Regions from separate parts of the Rattus norvegicus genome. Here region 2 is linked to region 1. Evidence: chromatin contacts called from public Hi-C data. All regions are on one chromosome and are shown on one strand. The core of a region is the stretch at or near the end of the contact, and the rest is flanking DNA. Distances in the headings are between cores, read along the strand shown.

Region 1 (6,172 bases), core at 1,426-3,925:
ACACACACACACACACACTGACGAGTAGACCACATGCCTCCCATGCTCTGCCAGCATCTTTCAGAACTGAGGGTCAATACCATCCCTGCTACTTGCACTTCAAGACTTCATCCTTCATGCTGTTATCACCATAACCCTATCATCGCACTGCTTGTTAGTCATGATTAAAACAATAAACAAAGGGAAAAGTCTTCCCCTGGTGAGCATGAAGAATTGCAGATTGAGTACATCTTGTTTGGGCCCCACACCGTGTAATGTTATATGCTATTACGAACAGTATTAGAGGATGTTTTATTGCCTGATACAATTTCTTTCTAATTGTACTATCTGCTCCCTTCAGATTCCAATCTCATCCTGAAGGCCCAACAAAGTAACCCAGAGGGAGTTTATAGCTCTTGCCTGCAATTTATGGAAAAAGTCTTTCTCCTTGGTGATATAACCCTGAAGCAAAAATGTGAAACGGAGCAGAAAGAGTCAGGGCAGGCTTTGACTACTCGGCATTAAAAGGAAGAGCATATGGGATATGAGCCTTGCTGCTGGGGTAACTAGCACGGAGGGGAAATCTGGGGGCTCATGTGGAAGTGTGCCATACACCGGCAAGCTCACGCTAGAAAACCAGTTCACTCAATGGGCTGGCTCAGTCCTGAGGCTGGAAACAGTGAAGATTTCTTTTGTCCTCTCTCACTGGCTCTGTCAGCTCTTTCTTTCCTCACCCAAACAAGAATGCCTCTGGCATACGAGAAAGAACTCTATTCGCATCCAGTGGTTAGAAGAACCTAATTTCAGGTATCCTAAAAGCGCATCTGTTGATCTATCTTCAATAGTCATCTCTCACCCAATTTTAGGTCCTTCGCTCTTGTGATTTGAGGGGAGGGGAGTGTCAGTCTCCTCTACTAGCTTGTCCATCTTTCCTTTTCTCTTTTCTTCCTAAACTATTCTCTGTGCTGCCTCTGGGTCCTGGACAAGGATAAAAAAGGACAAGGGCAAGGTCTATGAACTGGTGGTCTTGTATTCTTTGAGGATTGTCCTTTTAAGTAAGATAATCAGATGCTGGCTCTGGCACAACCTTGTATGGGGGGGGGGGTTCTTAAAGAGATATTCTCCTTCCTCAGTTTGTTCTATCACTGCAGCCCTCATACTAACCATGCTCCTAACTGAACCCCTAAATGCATTTTGGGCTTAGAAGACTCCATATGGCTTCCTTTGCAAACGCTGGCAGGAAGTCCTATAGGGCAGGTGCCTTTCAGCATCACTCTGACTTGCTAGTTTCCTCATTAGTCACTTACTCCACGAGAAGTATCTCCCTGTCATCTGCTCCCTGGAGACCCTGAAGCCTCTCATAGTGTCTGCTTTTGTTCTACCATCAAAAGTAACTACAACCGTCTAGGCCTCTCCAGGTAACAGCCAGGTTTCACCCCCATCCACCTTCTCCAAGCCCACCAACACTGATCCACATCAAGTTGTGAAATGCAATTCTAAATGCAGTCTTCTGAGTGTCAACATGAGTTATGATTTTAGTTCACTGACGTCACAAGTCTAAGGTACCAGGTATTTCTCAATGAGCAGGTCACACCCGACCCTTCCTCTCTCACTGGGTTTCAAGCTTAACAGGTATCTCTGCAAGATACAGATGATTTTCTCTTGCGAGCATTCCAACTTTCTCCTTGGTGAAAAAAAAAAAACTTACGATTTACATTCTTCTCTCTCATAATCTTAGACAATTTAGAGAGACAGCTCCATACTCATACATAAATACCAATGTTTAAGCTTATTAGAATATAGATTTTCACATATAAAAGCTTATATCCATCTTGGCATTTTTCTAATACTCAAGCCGAATATTATCTCTTTAGATGCCATGACTCTTTTAATGAAGTAAATATGATCTTTCAAATCTTGTCAATGGCACAGAATACTTTTTGAATTCATGCATTCTTATGAAATGAATGCAGAGTTTATTGGATAAAGGGATAGATGATGGATAGGTAAATAGATAGAGATGGACTTATTTTCTAAGTCTTCTAAATTCTACATGGTGACCTTGGGAAATGTCATCTAATGTCATTCAGTCTCTTAGTTTTCTCAGTTATAGACAGACACAATAGTCACAAGGCTTGCTGTGAGAAACGGATGAGATTACTTGCAAGCTCTATACTATATACTGCAAGGAGGTATCAGTGATATGGGGCAGGAGATTGCCTTCAACATTTTTCACAGGCTCCATTTTACCACATGCAGATCAGACACTGGAAGATTATGCCCCAGTTTCCTGTGGGCAATAGTCCAAATAGGAGAATCAAAATAGCTGTGCAACCACCAAAATCTGTCCCAGAGTTCCCCCCACCCACTGAAGCTGATAACAATGACTACATCATAGGGTTGTTGTGAGAATCACATCTCTTAATGTAGTACAGCGCCTACTACAGAGACAGCAGTACCCAGCATATACAATGATTAGATTCATTAGTACCCTGTAAATTCCCAGTGTAAAATACCACAGGGTTACCTCCCCCCTTCAATGCCTAGGTTCTGTCATTTTTGAATAAGCTTAGTTGCTATGGTTACCTCCCAAAGACACAACGTTGGAAAACTTGTTGGAAGATGGGGATTGATGGCAGAAGGCTTTAGTGGACGACACAAAGCAACTTCAGCAGTGGAGACATTTTAATACATGTGAGCAGTCTCCCTTGGAAACCAAATTCACATTTTTGCCAACATGGAAATGAACTCAAGAAGTGGAGCCTCAGGAACTTTGTGCATGGCTCCCATGTGAGACCCAGACCCAAGACCTCAAGAACAGCATTTCTGCTCCTGACTCAATTCCAGAGCACTTCAGTGGCCTCTCCCAGGACCTGACAGTCACAAGATGTAAGTTGCTAGACAGCCTTCATCTGATGCTGTTACTTCTGTGTAGAAGGAAAAATAAGTGGCCCAGCAATTGAGTTCAAAAAGAGGGGGGCAGAGCTAAGAAACATACACCATTTGGTGTTGTGCACTAAATAATAATAGGCATTTCTTGCTATATTCACTAGCAGCATTGATATGTGTTCTGGGGGCAGAGAGAGGTCTCACTTCCTCTCAGTCCTGTTCACTGAGGGGAGTGGTGCTAACAGCCCAAGCTGATCCCTCCCCTTGGTGTGCTTATAAATGGGTTTTCATCTATGAAATCAGCTACAACTACAGCTACAGCCACTCTCAGTGAGCGAACAAAAGCTGGTCTGACCCTGCTTCCTCTTTCCAACACAAGCAAACCCAAAGCCCTAAGAGGCCTGGCAGACCCAAGGTATTGTATAGACAGTCCTCCTGAAAAGACTCTTTCTGCCTGGTCATTTTTTCCCAGACATTCCAGGGAGCTGTCCTGCTCTTATTTGAAATTCTAACCAGAAGGAAGTCACCCCTGAAAATACTAGGTGCCCCAATTTTCTTTTCATGATGATTCAGCACCACCTAGGGGACACTGCCATTCATTTCTTGTTTTTTCTATCTCCAGTTCCTTGTAAAGTACTTCGGTCCTCCCCACTCACAGCCTCTGAGAAAGCCAGAGAAGCTTCTCTGCCACACGTGCTTTTCAGACTTTAGCCCAACTACAGCTGGAAACCATGCTCAATTAGCTTCCTGCTCAAGACCACTGCTGAGAGCTGCAGTTCATATCCACAACTCAGCCACAGGGAATTTGCCTTCCTATTATAAGAAGCATCAACTGTAGGGCACGACATATAAATGTATTTATAATATGCACACTGGTCCTTCAGATTGGCTCTTAGCATCCCCATTTTACAGATGAGGAAATTGAAGGTTATGAAGTTAAGAGACTTTCCCAGACTTCAAGCCATGGTAGACTTAGTCTTCACTATAAAATGATTTGTCGATATCCTACTATGGGTTGAGTCCCCATAGCAGCAGGATGCTCAGTTAGGTGAGTTATTATCGTTCAGAAAGATCACTCCAAAGCCCATTGGGCCATTCCAATAGCAAAGACTCAAATCATACATCTAGGTTGAGGGTACTGCTGTAGGAACTATCTTCGAGCTGCAAAGCAACACTTCATTACTTGAGAAGCAAGTTGCAGGTTAATTGAAAATATGATGTAATTCCGTGTTGCTGTGCGTGTAAGGTCTGTGATTGACTGTAATCAGTAGGAATACTTGGGAAGTACTGGTGTAGTGCTGTGAGCTTGAGGTTGGGGGAGGAGTTTAGAACTTGGCTCTTCTTTTCCCCTAAATATTATCTCTTAGGAAAACTACTTAAAGACCTTATCAATATTCCTAATCTGTGGAATGAATACAAAAAATTATCAGTAACCGTCAAACAAGTGCAGTAAAATAAATACGATCACACTGTAAAATGCTAGTACAGAACCTGGCACCTAAGAGATGGCCACTGCTGTTCTTTAACCTAATCATTCACTCAGCTCACCATTGACCTTGGCCCAACATGGGTCTCTGCCATTTCTGAATGGGAAATTCATGGTGAGCAGGTTTGGTTATGTAAACTATGCTTTGGCATCGTACACTTCACTTAAAACTAAACAATAAAGTTCCTTAGGAAAGGAGATGATAAAGGATAAATAATCTTTGGATTAGGAGAACACTCTAGAGATGAGAAATTAAATACTGAAAACAGTTTGACCTTCAAGAGATCAAATCTCTGGGGGTGGGGCTTACACATGGATGTAACACAATCTAAGCATCCACCAGACAAAGGGATAGCCCACACCATATACATACAGAATACCTAAGGGATAGCCCACACTATATACATACAGAATACCTACTACTGCGCTTTAGAAAGGAAATTCCAACATAACAAAAAGAAAAGGGAAGTGTCCTGGGAGTCTTCTTTTGAGTATTTCTATTGACAGGGGTTGGGAGTGTGGCTCAGTGGCAGATCACTCATCTGGCATGAAGCATAAGGCCCTAGGACAAGTAGGCAGTGCTGAAAAGAAGTACAGATAAATTCAATGAGGGTGTGAGGTGGAATCTCAGGGCTGTTTTGATTTGCATTTTCCTGATGACTACAGATGTAGAATATTTCTTTAGGTGCTTCTCAGCCATTTGAGATTCCTCAGTTGAGAGTTGCTTAGCTCTGTACCCCATTTTTAAATAGGATTATTTGGTTCTCTAGAGTCTAACTTCTTCAGTTCTCTCTATATTTTTTATATTAGCCTTCTATCAGATGTAGTCATTTTTTCCTTTTGACAGTGTCCTTTGCCTTAAAGAAGCCTTTCAATTTTATAAGGTTCCATTTGTCGATTGTTGATCTTAGAGCCTGAGCCATTGGTGTTCTGTTCAGGAAGTTTTCCCCTGTGCCAATGTGTTTGAGGCTCTTTCCCATTTTCTCTTCTATTAGATTCAGTATATCTGGTTTTATATGGAGGTCCTTCATCCACTTAAGAGTTGAGCTTAGTACAAGGAGATAAGAATGGATCGATTTGTATTCTTCTACATGCTGACCTCCAGTTGAACCAGCACCATTTGTTGAAAGTGCTGTCTTTTCCACTGGGTGGTTTTAGCTTCTTTGTTAAAGATCAAGTGACCATAGGTGTGTGGGTTCATTTCTATTCCACTTATCTATCTGTTTCTGTAACAATACCTGTTGAGGGATGGGGCCACCCACCTATCTCAAAAAATTTAACCCAAAATTGTTCCTATCTAAAGGAAATTCAGAGACAAACAATGGAGCAGAGATTGAAGGAAAGGCCATCCAGAGACTGCCCCAACTGGGGATCCATCCCATCTGCAGACACCAAACCTTGACACTATTACTAATGCCAAGAAGTGCTCCCAGACTGGAGCCTAGTATGGTTGTCCTCTGAGAGGCTTCACCAGCATCTAAGACAGATGCAGATACAGCCAACCATTGGACTGAGCCCAGGGACCCCAGTGAAAGAGTTAAGAGGACTGAAGGAGCTGAAGGGGATTGCAACCCCATAGGAAGAACAATATCAACTAACCTGACCACCCAGAGCTCCCAAGGACTAAATCACCAACCAAAGAGTACACATGGAGGGACCCATGACCCCAGCTACATATGTAGCAGAGGATGGCCTTATCTGGCATCAATGGGGAGGCCCTTGGTCCTGTGGAGGCTTGAGCACTGAGGTGGAAATGGGGGGAGGACTCTCATAGAAGCAAAGGGAAGGGGAATGGGATGGGGATTTGTGGAGGGGAAA
Region 2 (6,172 bases), core at 926-3,425, 230 kb before region 1:
CTTGTGCCAGGCAGCGAGCCGGCCACTTAGAAGACATGCTGTGTAAGGTGAGTCAGTTCTACAGATGTCAATATTCCTTACGACACATAGACAATAAAGTATCTGTAATAACGGAGTAGTCAGCTCATGAATCCTAGAGAGACAGGATTCTAACATGACCAAATGCAAACCACTTCCCTTAGTTTGCAGTCTGTCCTACCACTGTAGGGTAGGCTTTGACTTACATGAAATAATTAATTCCTAAACAGAAATTAACTGTTGGGATTCAGACAAATGACTCAGGTGTATATTTTACGTACCAAAGCAGACCTGGCCTCCAGGTTCTCTGAATATCCCTCAGGCCCTACCTGTTACAGGGCATAGCTGACATATTCCATCCCTACCTTGAACTTTATGGCGCAGGGACTGGGCTTCCCCTCTTCCAGAAGCTCTTCCCTTTATAACTCAGGCATTTTGGTCTCTCCCCTCTACTCTCTCTCCCTCTCTGCTTTCTTTCTCTCTCTTCATGCATCATGCTCTTTCTCTCTTTGTCTTCTCCTTCCCTTCTGTCTCCTGACTCCTGGACTCCTTCCTTGGGAGCTGTGAACCCATGCAAGAGCAGCTTACCAATAAACCTGCCTTTATATATTTTAATTTGGCTTGAATTGGCTCACTTCACTGATGGAAAATAGTATTAACCTCAGTTTAAATGTATGCAGAAGACTACTGCGTGCAATGTTTCTTGGAGTGGAAGTCAATGACTACGGGTATCAGACTCAGCCAGCATTTGTTTTATAAGTACCATTTTCTGTTTCATTCCAGACTTTATTTTGACCATAATGGCCAGGAATTAGTGCTGTGGGCTAGACAAGGATATTTTTAACAGACTCTGGCAAGTCATTCCAGGGCACCCTCATATCAGAGACACTATCCAGAAAGAATCAGATAGCAAAGCAAAGTAATATTTTTATAAAGCAAATAAACACTTTCCTGGTTTTGCTCTGTAAAAATATTGATTTACAAACAGCTGCAGTTGTGACTTGCTAGCTTGGTGCATCTCTTGTTAGAGTTGTGTCTTCTAGAGCTGGTCACAGTGAAGACACTCCTTTACCCCTTACTTTAGGTGACTTCAGAGTGGAAGGAAAAAAAGTCACAGACAGCTCCCTCTGAAGATGTGCTGAAATGGAACCTCCATGGGCCTTTTCCTTTATACATTTTCGTTCATTTGTTTTTGAGAGAGAGAGAGAGAGACAGAGACAGAGACAGAGACAGAGACAGAGACTGACTTTGGGGAATCAGTTTCACTTGGTGTATAGATTCTGGAGATCCAACTCAGGCCTTCAGTCTTGACAGCAGGCACCCTTTTCTGACCCTGTGGCCATCCCCTCTCTGCCCCTTTTCTGAGCGTGATTCTCTCCGGGCACATTCCTTGAAGTTATGACTCTTCGTTTTGTTGGCCTTGAGTCAGTCATCTTGTTTCACTTGGCAGCTGATACCCTGCACAGAGACGTGCTATGACAAAGCCTTAAGTGGAATATGAAGCACTGAGTCCAAAGGACTCACCTTCTTCGGGGTATAAGATCACAGTGTGGGCCATCCTGTGCTACAGAGGAGCCAGGGACACTATCTTCAGCCAAGTCTCTCTTCACCGTTCGAAGACACTTAGGACTGAGCATCTGAAGGAACCCTATGTTAGAGCGCGGTAGATTTATGTCTGTCAACAAAGCATTTTGAGTTAAATCTAGTTCTATGTCCATATTTTATCAACTACTGTAGGGGAAGGACTATGTGTCATAGTTGTAGAATCTGGGCTTCTCCATATTTTGAGAAATTTACTCTAAAAATAACATTTCTGGAAGCCCTAATAGAGAAACACAAACAGAGTGGGAGTTTTTGGGATTATGAAAGTTCTTTCTTAAAATGTTCATATACAGGTTCTTGCTTATCCCCTTCACCTGACCTACAGGATGGAGATGCTGTGGGCGGCTTGGGGAACAGGAAGGGGCCTGCCATAAATCTGATCTAATTTGGAAAGGGAAGGATGAAGTAGATATACAGTAATCAATAGAGCAATGTCCTGTTCTGTGGTCAGTGCTTACTGGCCCTGCTGCTGGAATGTGATCCCCCTGCACCTAGCGCTGAGCCGTTAGAGGTGACATGAGTTCACAGAACGCCCTCCCTTGTGGTTGGAATGTGTGGTTCCTCGGTGCACAGACCCCTTAGTGTCCAACTCGAGAAAACCGTTGTGTGGATGACTCTCCACAGCTCTGCTTTTCATTCCTTTGTGTTTGCCCATAAAAGAGGAAAGACGACTTCTCTTCCCCAAAGCCACGTTTGCAGGACGGAATGTACAAACTCGAAACGTTTCCTCCTGAAAAAATTCTATCGGGAGAACAAATAAGAGAAAGTAAAGCCACAATGAGAACAGAGACTCAATTGTTCCTCCACTGACTAAGCTCGCCCCATGCCTTGTCCTGCTACTGCTGGGGGCGGGGGTGGGGGAGGGGGCAGGCAAAGCATGCTTCCTGATCCTGGAAAGGAAATAGCATAAAAATGCTTTGACTGAAAAGTGAGAGCGCTAATTGATTGTTAATGACTGCACAGTCCTAAATGTCTGGAATTTGGTTTAGATTCAATGTAATTTGACATTTGCCAACCATTATTAAATCCCTTTGATGCTCTCCCCGTGCAGCCGTGATGAGCAGCTGATTGGCTCTGGGGGATGGAAAATGCAACTGGCTGGGCAGGGAGTCGATGGGTGTCTGGAAGTCAGCCATCTTCCCCTGCTGCCGGGGCTCACAAGCAGGCAGGGATGGGTGGCCTTCCCCACACCCCGTCTCCTCTGTTTTCACTCGCTCTCTTCTGTAGCCTTGTGTTTGGTTCCCCTGTTTTCAAAGGGGCACCCCTTCCCAGCACCTGTTCACCTGGCTCAGAGCAAGGTATCTTCCGTTCTATTGCTTTTCCATGAATCAGAAGCCAACATGTCCTCTCTAAGACATGCAAAGAAAGGCAAAAAACAAAAAACAAAAACAAAACCCCCACATATTACCGTTGTATCCAGGATTCAGAGAAAGATGCAGAGGTGGGGGTGTGGAAAAGCTACTGTGGGAAAAATACTCCCTGTGGGAATGTAAGGATTTTCTCTCTTTCCCTCTTCCCTCCCCCCATTCCTCCTCCCTTCCTTTTTCCCTTCCACACTTCCCCCTCCTTTCTGCCTCCCCACTTCATTTGTGTCTCCCAATTCCCTTGGTTCCTTATTTCTTGCATATGGTGCAATGTTAGTTTCCACCACAGTTCCCCCACTTTGAGTTTCTTTCCTGGCATGACTTATCACCTGACTCCCCACAGAAGCTGATAATCTCCTGGTCCCCCATTCTGGTTTCCTGAAAGAAAACAATTTTGCTTGTTCAGGGCCAGGGACTCAACCCTGGCAAGGAATATGTGTTCATCCTTCTAGAGCTCAGGTAGTCATAGGTAAGCCATAGGTGAGGAAGGAGCAAAGCATCTTACCCAGGGACTCTTCCACAGGGCATAGCACAAGGTCTGCCCTTTCAGAGTGAGATAAACTACTAGAACCTTCCATCTAGCCCTGCAAACAGCTGAACTCTGTGTGCTGACAGTTCATGGTGAACTCCTACCTTCAGGGAAGGCACGCCTACTCACCTTAACAGAAAGATGAGTTCCTCCTCATTCGTACCTGTGACATCCACCTGTGACAGAGGGAAACATAGGGATTCTTCAAGGCAGCTCCACGAGAGCCAAGAGCAGAGAACACAGTGAGAGAAAAACCCCTAATTCCATTCCAATTAGGACAAAGATCTGTGTCTACGTTACACGCCTTTCTTGTCATGTGTAAAACAGCCTACTAGAAGACAAAGATAGGTGAAGAAGGCTCTAGATTTATCTCCCTAGCTCTCCGGCTGTGCCTCTGGTGAGCTGTGTGGCCTGAGGCCCATTGCTAGGCCTCTCTGGGCTTTGTTCCTTCAGCAGTGCTGCAGCGACTGCAAATAAAAAAAAAAGACATAGGAGGAGGGAGACACCAGGCCACTTCCCCTCCTGCACCAGGTCTTTTAAACAGGATTTCCTCTTGCAGTTTAGAATTACTTCCAAAAATATTCTAAGATTAATTTTACAAGCATTGAGGAGACTTGAGCACACACTAATTATGAATTATCCACCACCTGTACTATTCCGGCCCCTCTCAGCTCTTTAAGATGTCTGCAGGAATCACCCTAGTCCACACAAGGGAAACATCGGGGTGTCCTTGTATGCTTCCTGTGGTAGTATGCATATTATCACAAACAAAGTTTTTAATCACTGGGGGAGTTTCCTAGTACGTGTGCGGTTTTCTTGTTAGTCATTTTGACTGCCCTTCAGGGTTCCCAAACACGGTGCCCCCACCGCCTCAGAGTCTACCTAGTAGTTGGTGGGGCTACTAGGTGGGCTTTCCCCGGCTTCCTTCTGGTCATTTCTCCGATGACTCAATTCCTCAAAAACTAATTCAATGTGTTCTCAGAAACGGGACCTGGGTAGGAATGTTTATCATTTTCTTTGCTAAGTGTTGTTTTTTTCCACGTTGGACCTCTATTTCCTACAATTCTTGGAGAGCACTGGCAGGAAGAGGGTAGGAAAACGGGTCCTGTAGAGGGACTGTGATTAAGCTGGGTGGCTTCCGGTCTCTCCTTCCTTTCCAGGTTGGGGTGAGCTTGGTACCCTGAACCAGCGGCTCTCCACAAGCCCCACCCTCGGAGGACAGTGTCTTTGATGATGTATTTTTAGATGATCTGAACAGAATGATCCCTGCATGCCTGCCCCTCCCCAACAGCATGCCTTTCCACTTACTTGCTTGTTCACTGGTTTGGATTTCCTTCAAAATAAAATGTAAGCAGGGCCAACACGCTGTTGTTAGAAAACATTCCTGCCTGGAGGAGCAGCTTTCAAGGAGAAATGATGAAGATGGAGAAAGGAAAGACACCAAGGGTTCCAAATCATCCCCACATGGGTCTAAGAGGAACTTTCAGTTTTTAGTGTGTGTGTGTGTGTGTGTGTGTGTGTGTGTGTGTGTGTGTGTGTGTACATGCATGCATGTGTTTAAGCTGTGAAGACCAGAGGTCAAGGTCAGTTCTTACCTCTGTCTTTCTCTACCTTATTTTGAAACAGTGCCTCTCACTCAGTCTGGAGCTCACAAATTGGACTAAGGTGGCTAGCCAACCAGCTCCAGGAAGCCTCCAGTCTTTGCCATCGCTCCCTGCCCAGTAACAGACGCCTGCCTTTTTAGCTGGTGCTGTAGCTCTAGACTCAGGCACTCCTCATTCTTGCTAACACTGGACCAAACGAGTTGTTTTTCCTCTAGGAGACACTTGACAGTGACTGTCACACACTGATCACAGGCGGTAGTGTGGTTACAACTCTGATAGCACATCTTATTTTACTGCTTTATTATCTAGATTATAAATAATCGTTCTCATGGCAGGGGACTAGGAAAGCAGCCTCCATCTAAGCCTGTATCCTTAGCGCCACCTCTCCTTTGTATTTGAAGGACACTGAAGCCCAGGGAGGTTCCATTAGCCCAGGGAGGTTTGGCTACAGGACCCTAAATAGGAAGCCTGAGATTAAAAAAAAAAAAATACGTTGCAACTCTAATAATTTTCTTTCTCCTTGGTGTGCTGTTCAGCCCATACCAAGTAAATTTAACCCAACAATGATAGGTTGTATAAAGATTCACATCGCCTAACAAATCTTCGTTTGTAATTGAGTTAAAGTATTCTGTAGACTTGCTCGCTTTGAAGATATGCTCTACTCTGTTTAGAGTAAAGCAGGCAGCTTTGTTTTACAAGCTGAAACACAACTACACCATTGTATTTGCTCTTTTACAAGAGGAGGCATTTTTTGTTTGGTGTTGTATATGATACAGGAGTTGGGATTAATTAATTTACTAATTTAGCTAATGAGTCTATGCTAAGCTAAAGACTGTGCTAAACACTGGGAATTCAAAGACGCACAAGGCAATTTATATTAGTTAGAACTGTGTGTTTATACTTACTCACTTGCCTTGGTGGTGACAGAAACTCAACATAAAGGGGCCTTGCACAAAGCAGAGTTCATTGTAAGTATCTTAGCATATACATACTTCATTACAGGAATATAGAGTGGAATATACTTCTAGAAACATTCAGACTAGGAACTCAAGTGC

The links. A called contact is a pair of places that touch in the nucleus more often than the background predicts.
Region 2: a contact with region 1 is called in a Hi-C map of Schwann cells, with 7 times the contacts expected there. The contact joins two enhancer-like sites. A contact is called at or near these places in 3 of 12 Hi-C or Micro-C datasets (the A7r5 cell line, the Rat2 cell line and Schwann cells) and 1 of 1 datasets of contacts at active chromatin or transcription factors (oligodendrocytes).

The regions. Positions count from the first base shown.
Region 1 is chr9:72,685,269-72,691,440 of GRCr8, reverse strand. No RefSeq gene overlaps it. Among named protein-coding and RNA genes, the nearest start is that of Fastkd2, 26 kb to the right of the region's middle. Within about 2 kb of position 2,675, at least 19 of the 93 cell types and tissues checked have an H3K27ac peak or open chromatin away from gene starts, as enhancers often do. A contact at or near this core is called in Schwann cells, where this site is marked.
Region 2 is chr9:72,915,629-72,921,800 of GRCr8, reverse strand. No RefSeq gene overlaps it. Among named protein-coding and RNA genes, the nearest start is that of Klf7, 100 kb to the left of the region's middle. Within about 2 kb of position 2,175, at least 54 of the 93 cell types and tissues checked have an H3K27ac peak or open chromatin away from gene starts, as enhancers often do. A contact at or near this core is called in Schwann cells, where this site is marked.